Regions from separate parts of the Mus musculus genome. Here region 2 is linked to region 1. The links are chromatin contacts, called in public HiChIP or PLAC-seq maps. All regions are on one chromosome and are shown on one strand. Each heading gives the region's core, a stretch centred on a gene start, on an enhancer-like site or on the middle of the called end of the contact. The rest is flanking DNA. Distances are from core to core; before and after follow the strand shown.

Evidence for each region. HiChIP or PLAC-seq counts read pairs in DNA pulled down with a chosen protein or histone mark.
Region 2: a contact with region 1 is called in a FOXA1 HiChIP or PLAC-seq map of pancreatic cancer cells. The contact joins two enhancer-like sites. A contact is called at or near these places in 1 of 39 promoter capture datasets (embryonic stem cells), 3 of 484 Hi-C or Micro-C datasets (the G1E-ER4 cell line, liver and uterus), 1 of 115 datasets of contacts at active chromatin or transcription factors (pancreatic cancer cells) and 3 of 9 other capture datasets (adipose tissue, macrophages and pancreatic islet).

What each region holds. Positions count from the first base shown.
Region 1 is chr9:60,349,943-60,356,615 of GRCm38.p6, forward strand. All of the region lies in intron 6 of Thsd4 (thrombospondin, type I, domain containing 4), which reads right to left. Among named protein-coding and RNA genes, the nearest start is that of 2010001M07Rik, 19 kb to the left of the region's middle. Within about 2 kb of position 2,994, at least 21 of the 459 cell types and tissues checked have an H3K27ac peak or open chromatin away from gene starts, as enhancers often do. A contact at or near this core is called in pancreatic cancer cells, where this site is marked.
Region 2 is chr9:60,502,197-60,508,869 of GRCm38.p6, forward strand. The region is part of intron 1 of Thsd4 (thrombospondin, type I, domain containing 4); the gene reads right to left. Among named protein-coding and RNA genes, the nearest start is that of Thsd4, 5.5 kb to the right of the region's middle. Within about 2 kb of position 2,590, at least 50 of the 459 cell types and tissues checked have an H3K27ac peak or open chromatin away from gene starts, as enhancers often do. A contact at or near this core is called in pancreatic cancer cells, where this site is marked.

The DNA.
Region 1 (6,673 bases), core at 1,744-4,243:
GCTGCCTGCATTGTGTCTTGCAGTTAGGAAGCAGAGAGAGATAAACGCTAGGGCTCAACCCACTTCTTTCTTTTATTGAGTTTGGAGCCCAGCCCACACTGGCACCAACCACATTTGAAGTGGGAAGTGGGTCTTCTCTCCACTATGAACTCAATCTAGAAAGCCCCTTGCACACACATATTTGGAAGGTTGTCTCCCAGGTAAATCCAGATCCTGTCAAAATGACAATATTAACTATCATAGTAGTCCCTAATGGTGATATTGTCAGGTAGATGGTAGTAGAACAACCTTTAATCCCAGTACTTGGGAGAAAGAGGCAGATGGATCTCTGTGAGTTAGGGGCCAGCTGGTCTACGGAGTGAGTTCTAGGTGAACCAGGGCTACACAGAGAAACCCTGTTCACCCCCAAAAAATGCCTAGTGATAGCTTTTGTAAGGTTCACACATTGGCAAAATCCTCAGAGTATCCCTATTAGTAAGCAACACAGAAGTCCAAATGGGCCAATGATTTGAACAGACATCTCTGCAATAAGATAAACCAATGGCCAACAAACACATGAAAAGACATACTTTCAAGCAATGCCAATCCAAATGATATTGACATTCCCCTACATACCCACTAGGGTAGCTATATGTTTTTTAATCCTTTGCTCATATATGACATTCTGACTTCAGCCTCCCCTCCCTCCCCCTACAATATATTCTTTTAAGAAGCCCATGCTTATAATCCCCAAACTTCTGGATTATTAGCAGGAGAATCAGTAGTAGAAGATCAGCCTGATCCATATAGCAAGACCCCACTGAAAAAAGGAGAGTAGGAAGGAGAGGAAGAAAAGAGAGGGCACAAAGTAGGGAAGAAATTTATTAATTTTATGTCATATGAGCTTCAACTCCTTAAAAAAAAAAGCTATACGTGTGCCCAGCGACATGTATCCAGAGATACATGTCCCAATGATACATGTCCAGTGACAAAGATGCATGACAGCAGAAGAGGACATGGTACATGGCCAAGTGAGAAGAAAGACCAGGTCCTATTGCAGTCACATTTTATAGGTCACCTCACTGAATCCTCACCAGACCCCTGATGTCACTATTATCAACTATACTGCTGGGGGGGGGGGAGTCTCAGAGCTATTAAGAACCTACTCACAGCTAATAAATGACAGAGGTTGGGACAAGCTTGCTCCAAAGTAACAGCAACTTAAGATCATTGCTTACAGGAACACGATATTTTCCGATGCACTGAAAACTAGCCCCTTGGTTTTACAGCACTTTTACAATGTGATAACACATAAAAACCTGTGATAAAGTTTTATGTGGACGAAGCCAGGGACGCTGAGCCCTGGCCTGGTCTGTGGATAATACAGGGCAGGTGCTACACAGATTTACACAGGCTGCCTGGAGCAGCCTTGGGCCATAACTGCTCTTCTGGTCCCAAGGCAAATACTGAGACAGACCTGGCAAAAGCCTGAGTCTTGCCCTAGGGGTACAAACTAACAGGGACAATTGGCTTCAGGAAGGCTTCAGAGGTGACCCAATCCAAGTGAGTTCAGACACGTCTACTACCAGATGGGTCTGAATCACCTGGAGGCTTGTTAAACGCAGATTCCTGGGTCCCACTCCAGACCCTAGGGGAGGAGGGCCCAGTAATGAGAATTTTTAAAGGTTCCCTGAGGAGATAAGCCCTTATGTACTGTTTGTGGGAATGTAAAATGGTACAGACATGTTGGGAATTTTCCTCAAAAAATTAAACACAGAGTTACCAGATGACGCAGCCATTCTACTTTTGGGTGTCTACTCAGGAGAAATGAAAACAACGTGTCCTCACAAAGACATGCGGGTGGATATTCTTAGCAGGTTTATTCATTGTTTGCAAAGTGCATCATGTGGATCAACACCAAAGTTATGAATGAATAGACAAATGTGTATATTTCTACAATGGAAAATCAGAATGAACTGTAGACACGCTCCATGAACCGAATTATACTAAAGAAGCCAAATGCAAAAGATCTGTACTGATGGACTGTACTTATATAAAATGTCCAGAGGATGTAACTCTATAGAAAGAGCATATGTTTTACTTGTCACCTTGGAGCCAGGAACAGGAGATGCTCAAGAGTACACAAGGACCTTGACTAACATAATCATTACGTTCTAAAACTCATCTCATCTATGGTGAAGGGTGCTCCAGACTTGACTTTAAAAAAAAATCCCTGAATTGTATACTTGAAATGTATACTTTTATGAGGTCTAAATTATACCTCAGAGTTGTCAGTATGTTTTTTTAAGTCCCTCCAACTTGCTAAGATCTAGAAGATACCTAGGAAACAGACAGGACATGTCTATCAGGGAGTTCCTTGATGGGATTCATTAAGCCAGGAAGGTCCATCCTAAATATAGGCAATACCTTCCATAGCTTTAGGTTCTGGTCTGAAGAAAAGAGAGAAAGGAAGACTGCTAGTGTGACCAGCTCCCCGCAAGTTCCTGCCACTGTGACCTTCCCACTGGGATGGCTTGGAACTCTCTGAACTGAGTCAGAACAAACCCTTCCTTTGTTAAGTTGCTTTTGTCTGGTAGCAGAGGTCTCAGCCATGAGGACAGTAACTATTGCCTGTCCCAGCAGATTTGAGAATGAATAAATTCCAGTGTGCATATCTGATGTGGAGGGAACCGCAGCCCAGAGAAGGAAGTGATTCACTCGGTGTTAGAGAGTGTATTTACAGAGCCAGAAGACCATGGATCTAAATCCATGGAAAACATAGTTCTGAGGAGTGGGTGGCCCTCAGAAATCAAAGAGGATCGGCCACCAGTCCCAAGGAATGAATCCCTATCCGTCCCCCTTTTCCTGGAAATAGCAGGAAGTTGTCTTGTTTTGCTTGAGTGATCCAGGAAAGGGCTGAGGAAGCTGCTGTAGGGTGGTGAAGGAACTAGGGACCTTGGATTCTCAAGGAGGCATGTGGCCCTGACAGTCCATGGTGGCTCTGGATCGGTCACCTCACCGTAGTCTCATCTTGTTGATTGGTCTATAAAAGCAGCAATAACACCAGGCTCCTGGGGTCACAGCAGAACCAGGAAGGAAGACATTAAATAACCAGGCAAGAGATGATTCCAGAAGATCTCCTCACTGACTAATGTAAACCCTCAACCACCCAGTTCTATCTGTTTATCTATCTGTTATCCCAAAAGCATATGTCCCTTCCTGTCTATGAGGCCCTCATTTTCCCTGACTCACACATAGCTTGTTTGCCCACGCCAATGGGTCCCCACCTCCACCTGATGTAAGTTCCAAGGTGCCATAAAACTCGGGAAAGGTGGGAACAGGATTGTACTTGTTGCAAATATAGAAGCCTCGGAATAAGAATATATGTTTAAAAATAACAACCTTCCAAGTAGCCACCAATGCATCAAATCCTGGATTGGGTGTGGTGTTATTACAAGACCAAGAGAATGTAAAACATCCTATAATATAGTTTAGCTAGAAATCATTGCCAAGGGAAAGAAATCTGTCTTCTATCTAAGAGGAATGTTTGATAATTGTTTGGGCCTTGGATAAACTCAGGCTATACATTTTAGGCCAGGCATTTACATTAGGAACTAATCACAAAAACCCCATGTGAATATAGACATGGTGGGGCAAGAAGCACAGGCTATAAGAATAGTCAAAGTGGCTTCTATAGTCAGTGTAGCAGCCTGTGCTTGGTTGGTGTTCATTTAGATGAAGATGTGGATATGGCCACTGAACTGAAGCTGAGTGGATTCTCAGCCGTCTGATGTCAGAAGGCATGGGTGAAAAGGGACCATCCAACCCAGCATGCTCAGGCCTTACCTTGCTTACTCTGTTAGATGCAAGAGCAATCTGACTTCTGAAGGGACTCTGTGTATGTTATTCACAGTTACTGAGCTCAAGGGTGATAACCATTAGGTGGTCCCCATAAAAGGTCACTTGGAACTGAAAAGAAGACAGAAGAAACAGAAGCTTGACTCACAAACCTGAGCAGACTTAGGCGCCGGGAAGGAAAGCTAGGCTTAAGAGAGAGAGGCGATAAAGACAAGAGGGATACCTACAGGGAGAAGGCAGGTGGTGAAACTACTGTGGCTAGGAAAACATAGAGATCCCTGTCCACCAAAGAATACAAAGATGGGCAAACAAACATGGGAGGCCAGAACAACAAAGACAGCAAGCAGCACATGTGTTCCAAGTACCCCAGCCCTAGATTCCTGGTGGCCCCGGGACCCCCCAGGCAGCAACTCCCCAGGCCTGCAATGCAAGCTTAGATTATTTTTTCCTCTTTTGGTTAAATATGCTTCCTTCTTTTCCCCAAAGCCCTAAGAAATGGTCAACTAAAGAAACGTAAGATGCTTCAGCTCACAGAAGCAAAGGGGGGTGGGTGGGGGAGGAGAAAGAAAAACAGGAGGTATCTATGAAGAAAAAGGTTTCGCCATCATCAATCTTGATGACAAGTGAGCGAAAGAGCCGTAATAAAGTCTAAGTTATAAACTCAGTGCCCACACCACACAAAAGCATCTGGCCTCCCAGATCCCCAGCCCCTCAGCCCCTGGAAGAATAGGAGGTACCAGGAGGGATAGGGATTAGGCTCACAATGGAAAAACAGAGCTACAAGGCCCACTTTATACAGCCAGACCATGGTGTGTCCCCAGGCCCCTCTCTAAATAAGCAATAAGTTTATGGTCTGGAGAAAGAGAAGAGGGGCCGCAGAGCAGGAAGCAGGCACAGGGGAGGGAGAGGGGCACTTGGGAAGCCAGCCCAATGTTCACCCTTCCAGGCAGGAGATTGCTCTTATGGAGAAAGTGAACAGCCTCAGGAGAAAGGAATCTACCTAATCTGACATACGTGTGTTTGTGTGCGTGAATGTGTGTGTGTGTGTGTGTGTGTGTGTGTGTGTGTGTGTGTGTGTGTGTGTTGTGTGTTGTGTGTCCAACAAATCAGCACAGTTCAAGATCTGTTCTCACCAGCCAAGGACTCCACCTATGCATGCAGAAGTTTCCATTTGGCTTCTACTGCCCTGCTGTCCAATGTAGATAATCACCAAGAGATGACAGGCATTTGGGGAGAGTCTGTGACATGAAATATGGAATCAAACCTAACCAAAATCAAATCAAATTGAGGGCTAAAAGATAGCTCAATAGGTAAACTGTTGGCTGCTTAAGCATGGGCCCTGCATTTGGAGTCCCCAGTCCTCACTGGAAAAGCATGTCACAATGGAGCAAGCCTGCAATTCCAACCCTGGGAGATGGAGGAAGGCCAATCTCTAGAGCTCCTGAGCCAACCAGCCTAGCCTACTCAGTGAGTTCCAGGCCAGATACCCTGTCTCAAAAAAGAACAGTGCCTGAGAAACATAAAGTTATCCTCTGGACTCCATGCTTAACCATACACACAGAGACACAGAGAGAGAGACACACATGAACACATACACAGAAAGAAGAAACACAGTGTGCGAATGATAGACTATTTTACGTGTTTGAGCGCACTTGGAAAAATGTGTTACCATGATTAAATTTTCTATGTCAATGTGAAGGGTCACAGGGTACTCAAATATTTGTTCAATCATTCTAGGCTTGTCTTTGAGGCTGTTTCTGGAAGACATTAAGATGAGAATGGGTTTGCTGAAGAGAACCCATTGCACTGCCCTAACCCAGAGTTGGCAGGCCTCATCCAATCAGCTAAAGGCTGGAACAGAACAAAGGCCTCCTGCTGACAGCTGAGTTGGTATCTTGGTCTCTTCCTGCCCCCAGATTCCAGCTCACCCATCAGCTCTTCGGGCTCTCCAGCTTATAGGCTTTTAGACCAACACCACACATTCTCCCCGACATGTACTGGAAAGACACCATTAGCTTAACTGGTCTCCAGCTTTCCTGTTCAGATCCAGAGACCCCGTTAGTCTCCAGAATCACACGAGCCTAGACCTGCTAATAAATCTCTTTACCCATATACATACATCATTGGTCCTATTTCTCTGGAGAACCTGACCAAAACATTTTTTGTTTTTTTTTGTTTGTTTTTTTGTTTTGTTTTCTTTTGTTTTGTTTTTTTTGAGACAGGGTTTCTCTGTGTAGGCCTGGTTGTCCTGGAACTCACTCTGTAGACCAGGCTGGCCTCGAACTCAGAAATCCACCTGCCTCTGCCTCCCGAGTGCTAGGATTAAAGGCGTGAGCCACCTCCACCTGGCTGACCAAAACATTTTTAAAAAATTATTTTAAAAAGCCATGTAATAACATACAAAAGAGCTGTAGTAAGTGGGATTTTCATAATCATAATAATGTAAACAACGATTCTTTAAAAGTTTAGCTATATTGGAGCTGGAGCAATGGCTCAGAGGCTAAGAGCACTGGCTGCTCTTCCAGAGGACTAGAGTTTCGTTCTCAGCAGCCATAGGGAAACCCACAACCAACTGTAACTGGGGTCTGAGGGAATCCAATGCCATCCTCTGGTCTCTGCAGGAGCTGCACACACACTGCACACACACTGCACACACACTGCACACACACTGCACACACACTGCACACACACACACATGTGCAGGAAAAAAAAACACCCATACAGATAAAATGAAAAAACCACACAAAACCCTAAAGTTCAGCTAAGATAAGAAAAGGGTAGGGGGGCTGGGATTTGGGGGTGCCACAGTTACACTTGAAGAAAGCAAATGGGGAAG
Region 2 (6,673 bases), core at 1,340-3,839, 150 kb after region 1:
TGTGCCCCGAGCTATGATACACCCACATGGCCCCTTCCTCTGAGTATTTTTCCTGCCCTTTGTCCTCATGCTATGAACAAAGCTCCTACTCGACTCATCTGGTTCTGAAAGGGGGGTCCGCTCAGCCCCTCAAGTCAATACCAGAAGGGCCAAACTCCAGGTCCCTGTTCTCCACCTCTTGGCCCTCCTCCCACACAAATGCCTGGAACACACACAACGTAAGGCAAACACCCAAGCAAACAAAGGGCACAAAGGAAGTGACTCATAAGCAAAGAACCAGGGTCAAGGATTTTAGAAGGAGCCTGGCCATGTCCCAGCCACCCGTGTCTCCAAATATAGGGTAGCTGACGAAGACTGAAAACCATCTCTCACTAAGCACCTGATTTGGGGCGCAATGTGCTATCCAACCCATAAACAAACTGGGAAAGCAACATCTGGATAAGGGACGAGGCCTGGGGGAAAGGGCTGAAAATGATGAAAGCTTCCAGAGTTGTCATGGAGCTTAATATGTTTGGAATGGATGAACCTTGCCCTATAGAGAGGATGGGAAAATGGCAGAGGGCTGAGGACTGAGGGTCCAGTTGCGCCTGTGGCAAGCCACAAAGTAAAGACCAAGCTCTAGAGCTACTGGGAAGAGATGATACTGTTCCTTGAGGAGACATGGGTGTCCCCATACCCCAACAAAGAAACCACTATGGGTAGGAGGAAGCTTTGGCCGGAGAAGGGGAAAAGCTGCTAGAAATAATGCCCAAAAGCAGGAGGCAGAAAACGAGGCTTTGTTTCTTCAAGGGAGCCCTGCTTAAACAGAACAGGCTACCCTGAGCAGGCAGAAGAAGGCATAGCATTCTAGGCTGTCCAACCGGCAGCCCGCCGGCTACATGCAGCCAAGCACAGTTACAAATGCAGCCTAACACTCAATTATACATTTCTTTAAAACATTATAAGGATTCTTTGATTGATTGATTGATTGATTGATTGGAACTAGAGTTGCATCGTTCTCAATAGTGAACTTTGTAGACAACAACGTCCTACTGCAATGTCAAAAGGCTGGGCATGGCAGCAACAGTTAGCATTAACTGTTAACTAATAAAATAATGTGCAAACATGCCAGCTGAGAGGGAGGGGCACAGCCTCGAACCTTAAGAGAAGGAACTCTTGTCTTTGAACAGGTATCAGACACCATCTGCCTACACTTGCTCCTAGAGAGTTAGGAAGGTCTCTAAAGGCAACAGATAGATATAGATACAGTCTCTAAAGGCAAGAGACTGTAATTACCGTTATAAACACCAGCATCCAGATACACTGCCTGGGAGAAGGCAGGGAGCAAGAAAAAGCTGGCTGGATGGATGGACGAGTGGCTGAATGATAAACATGATGTTCTTCTCTTACTGGGATGTGCACACATGTAGAAACCAGAGGTCTGTGTCAAATGTCTTCCTTAATTGCTAGCCACCTTATTTTTATCCCTTTTTTTCATGTTTCGTGTGTGTTGTTGTTGTCATTGTTGTTGTTGTTGTTCTCTTCTTCTTCTTCTTCTTCTTCTTCTTCTTCTTCTTCTTCTTCTTCTTCCTCTTCCTCTTCCTCCTCCTCCTCCTCCTCTTCCTCCTCCTCTACATCTTTATGCACAGGCATAGATAAGTGGAATCATGTTTGATCAGTTTCCCTTTTCACTGGGGCAGGGACTCTCTATCAAACGCAGAGCTTTCCAATATGACTAGTCTTGCTAGCCAGCTTGCTCTGGAGAACCCAGCTCTGCCTCCAAAGGCTGGAATTACAAGCAGATACCACACCCCCTTGTTGTTTCACATGGGTTTCTATGGACCCAAATTCCCATCTTCTGGCCTGTATGTCTAGTATTTAACAGCCAAGCAAGCCATCTATCTGTCCAGCCCTTCACCTCATTTTTTGAGATAAGACCTGCCACTGAGCTTTGCCGCTGTCCTGTTTGGCGACATTGGCTGGCCAGCAAGCTCCGGGAATCCACCTGTCTCCACCTCAGCAGTGCTGGGATTACAGATCCCTCATCTGTCTTTTTCTGTGAGTGCCGGGGAACTGAACTCGCGTCTTCGTTCTTGCCAGCTCCCCAGCCAGAGCTTTACACAGCAGAGGGCAGGACTCTCTCCTTTCTCTGGAGATGCTGCCACGCATGTTCAGCAGATATTCACAGAGAGGCCTGGGAGTAGGCAGACAGACTAACCACTGCAGATACAGACAGACGCTGCTGCCTCTGTAGAGGCTCTGACCTCTCAAATCTTCTCCAGGCAGTCAGGAACCCACACAGCCCTTTCAGGAAATCCAGCCCCAGGCCACAGGGTGTCCACTGAAACTGACCTTGGGGCCTCCCCTGACCTTGTCACATCCCCAGCTTCTTCTCCCCTGGATGGAGGACAGCCAGAGGAATGTTCCCCGACCAATTTGTCCTTGGCTGATGGTCTTTCCTCCCACCGTGTCACGTCATAGGGCCCAGCCCTTTTTTTTCCTCTTGTCACTCAGCCACAAAACTCATTTCTTCCCATGGATCCCCCATACTGCAGAACGACTAGCTCACCCTGAGCAACGAGGAAACACACAGAATGTGAGTCAGGAAAAAAATGTGGCAATACATTCAAACACTCTGGCTCCTAGCAAGTAAAGCTCGCCACCGGCTTTGTTCTCCATCAAGGGAAAGCACCCTGGCAGCTCCTTCCTCACCTGGAGAAAGTTGGTGACCGCACAGACAGCATCACCTTCACGGTCATTAACACTGCTGTGGATTTATGTTTGTTTTCAACCCTAAAAGGAAAAAGTGTCTCCCAGGTAACTAGGGAAAATATTCAAGTGTCGAAATAATCAGGCAGGAAGGCAGGCAGGATGTTTCAAATGCATGAGCCATGTGTGCCGGCCTCTGGAGCATTGCCTTGTTCAGCGTCAGAAGACGTATCAGATCAAAGGGGAGGGACTTTCTCCTCTGGCTTCATCATCTGCCTGACCACAGAAGTCCATCAGCTTTGTGACATTGTTTCAGTCTAAATCTCATAAAAGGAACTCCAGTTCAGCTGCTGTCACAGTGTATTGTTACCATTAAGACTTCCTCCTCTTTTCTGAGTTGGTGCTTGGCACAGCGCTCATGCACAGCAGGTACCCATTTGGGTGACATCCAAGGCTAGCACTCTACCTCACCAGGAGGGTCTTCTCTTCAAGGTAGGCTGCCAGCAGGGGATCTGAACAGCAGTGGTGGTCTGTAGTAGCAAACACTACATGTTTCTAAGTGCTTCAGAGATGTGTAGTTCTAAAGCCCTGAACACCCAGGAAATAGTTGGGTCACAGGTAACCCTCCCTAGGATTCAGACACCTAGAGGCTGACGAATCCAGCTGTTCCCCCAAATCAGTTACAACTTCTCCAAGAATCCTCTTCCATGAACAGACTATACTGCCTGGCTTGGGGCTATCAAAGGAAAAAGAGCAGACTGCTTCTGCCCAGCTCTGCATGGGACCTGCAACTTTTCCAACGGGCTGTCCTGAGCTTCAACAGTGAGCTATACCATTCCTAACACCTACGTTAGGACGATCTGGCCAAAAGCAAGGTAACCCTGGGACAAGGAGAGTGTCAGCTCAGACCATCTTCCCCTTCTTCTGACTTAGGGTCTTAGCCTGCCTTTTCTTCATTAGAATCTATGTCCCATTACCTATAATGCCTTTGTCATTCTGCAGAGCATCTGTGTCCATACACACACACACACACACACACACACACACACACACACACACACCCCAGGGAAGGAGGGTTCACGTATGTGTTAACAATACAAGAACAAATTCCTAGAGAGCAAGTGACATGACATGCTCACTCACAAGTGGACCTGGTGAAACTTCAGAGCTGAGTTATGGATAACATGGTTTTTCTATTAGAAAAAAAAACCCATGTATACAAAATTATGCATGTTCCTGGGTACCAATCCCTATCCCCATTAAAAAAAAAAAAAAGCACATTAAGAAAAGCCAAAAACCTATAGAAAAAAAATGTAAATAGAAGAGTGCTAATTATTTACTGTCTCATAATCTAATGTCAAACGGCTCTGAAGCCTCCCCCGGCACTCAGCATCAACTGTACATTCCCCAAAGGCCTGATGGCCAACATTCTCCGCTGCACAGCACCCAGGCTGCAGCTGGGCTCCAGCCAGGGGAGGTGTAAGCTGTGCTCTGCCCAACTCACTGCCTGCCAGCTCTGGTCTTGAGTCTAGGATCTTTCCCCAGTTCCCTGCACGCCTGCTCGTGAGCATGAGCCATAAATTAGCTGGGTCCACTTTCTGCCCTTGGTACTTCCAAGTGTCAGGGGGATGAATTTGCCTTTTCCTGCTCTGCCCTGAGGCCTACACCACCAGGTTTGTATTACATCCATCTTTCTTTTCTCTTTCTTTCTTTCTTCCTTTCTTCCTTCCTTCCTTCCTTTCTTTTCTTTTCTTTCTTTCTTTCTTTCTTTCTTTCTTTCTTTCTTTCTTTCTTTCTTTTTTAAAGCAACAGAAATCTGGTCAATGATTTGTAGCAACCACAGCTGCAGCCTGTGTGCTGGAAGCTCTGACTGGCCCTTCAGAGAGAAGCAGAAATTGAGCACCTTAGACTTATGTTCTTGACAGGATCCATGACAGGCCAGCATTAGGTCAAGCTGGAATCAGGTATGGTGATTAAAAGATTAAGTCAATACCAAAGAGATGCCCAGCACATAAACTAAGGTGGCTTCTAAGGAAACTGAGCTCAAGCAAAACTATGAAGGGAAATTGAGCTTCGGAAGAAGAAAGCTGTTAACAGACCCGTCACTTGAACCCCATCAGCACTGCGGGGACTCCATTCACATCTGTCTCCCTTTCCTGGCTCACTCTAGCAGACACTGGAAAAATTGCTAGCAATAGCACAAGCACCACAAACTCTGACCGGTGTTCTCTCATCCTGACCTCTGTGACCGGGGGTCACATTGAGCTCCCGGGAGCCCCACATCTCACAACCTATCCGCCCATCAGCTTCTAGTTTCCTCCTGTCGATGGCTATTTCCGTGCAATGTGCACCAGCTGTACATTCAGCCCTGTATGTTAGTAGGGGCGTCACCGTGTCTCCAGAGACTGGAGCTCAGTGTTCACCCAGCCTTCTGTGAACCTCACTCCCTGTGTGTCAGGCTCAATCTTTTGCCAACTCTTTTCCTCCGCATTCTTTCTCCCATAACCTCTCCTGTGCAGTTTCCACCTGGCCTCATCCAACCCGCCAGTCATTCAACTGCAGTCCTCGTTTCTCCAACTTCCCCCACACACCTTTCTCAGAGACCAAGTGGGGAGCTCAAGTGATGACTCATGGGTAAAACAGTGGCTACACAAGTATGCAGATGAAAATGTGACCCCTAGGAACCCCCATAAACAGAGGCCAGGCACACACCTGCAATCCCAGCATTTGGGAGGTGGAGACAGGGAATCAATCCCCGAGAAAGCTGACTACCTAGACTAGCACAATCTGTGTGTCCCAGGTACACCGAGAAACCTGGCTGAGCAAGGAGAGTGGAACAAGAGAGGAAAGCATTCAGCACTAACCACTGACCTACACACACACACACACACACACACACACACACACACACAGGTGCACGGGCGCACGCACACGCGCAATCACAGATGAACAGGGATACCCGTCACTGTGATCCAAGTACCTCTCTCCAATCACACCACTCCCTCGCTACCCCTCCAGCTCCTCCTCCTTTATTCCTCTTCAAAATCAGTTTTCAGAAGTTTGACCGTGACCTTGTAATCTCAGCACTTAGGAAGCTGCAGTAAGACAACAGCAAGCCAGAGGCTAGCCTGGGCTACCCAGCAAGAGATTGTCCCCCAAATCGAAAGTTGACTGTTATGGGTCTTGGTGCTAGACTTCTGTGAGTTGAGGTTGCGTCTTATGCTACATCTGAAAACCTTTTTGGGAATGACTGCATCCGGGAAGCCTCTGGCCCTGTCTACTCTCTTCTCTCCTGGGACTGCACAAGCACAGACTTCGGATCTTTTGTTATAGTCCTACAGACACCTGACTTTTAGCCCAGGTCTGCTTCTCTCTGTGCTTCAACTTGGATAACTAGTTACATCTTCAATCCTCCTGCCTCTACTCTCCTAGGCAGTGCATCCAGTGAGACTTGATTTCAGTTATTATGTGTTCCCCTTCTAAAAATCCCACGCAGAATGAAAAACTTGAGACTAGAAACTATTTTTATAAATCGCAGAGATACTGCATAGCATCGCTGTGAGTAATGACTCTTTAAAATCCGATCCCCAAAGCACAGGCAACAAAACAAAAACATGGATAAGATTACAGCAAACACAAAAGTATTTGCAAGCAAAGGGAAAAGGAGCGGTGTGAAAAGATAGCCTGTGAACTAAGAGAAGATGTTTACAAACCCTGAATCTCGGATGGGATTATATCCAAAATACGAACAGGACTCCACCCAATAGCAACAACAACAAAGGGTGAGAAGCGGGCGAAGGGCCTTGATAGGCGGCACTCAAGAGAACATGAAGAGACGCTGAACAACTATAATCACTGGGAAACGGAACTTTACAGCAGGGATGAGTTTCCATCTTACCCATGTCAGGATAGTGACTATCAAACAGACTCAAGATGGCAGTTGTGGCTGAGAGTCACAGGGGTGGAACTTTCAAATGATACCAGT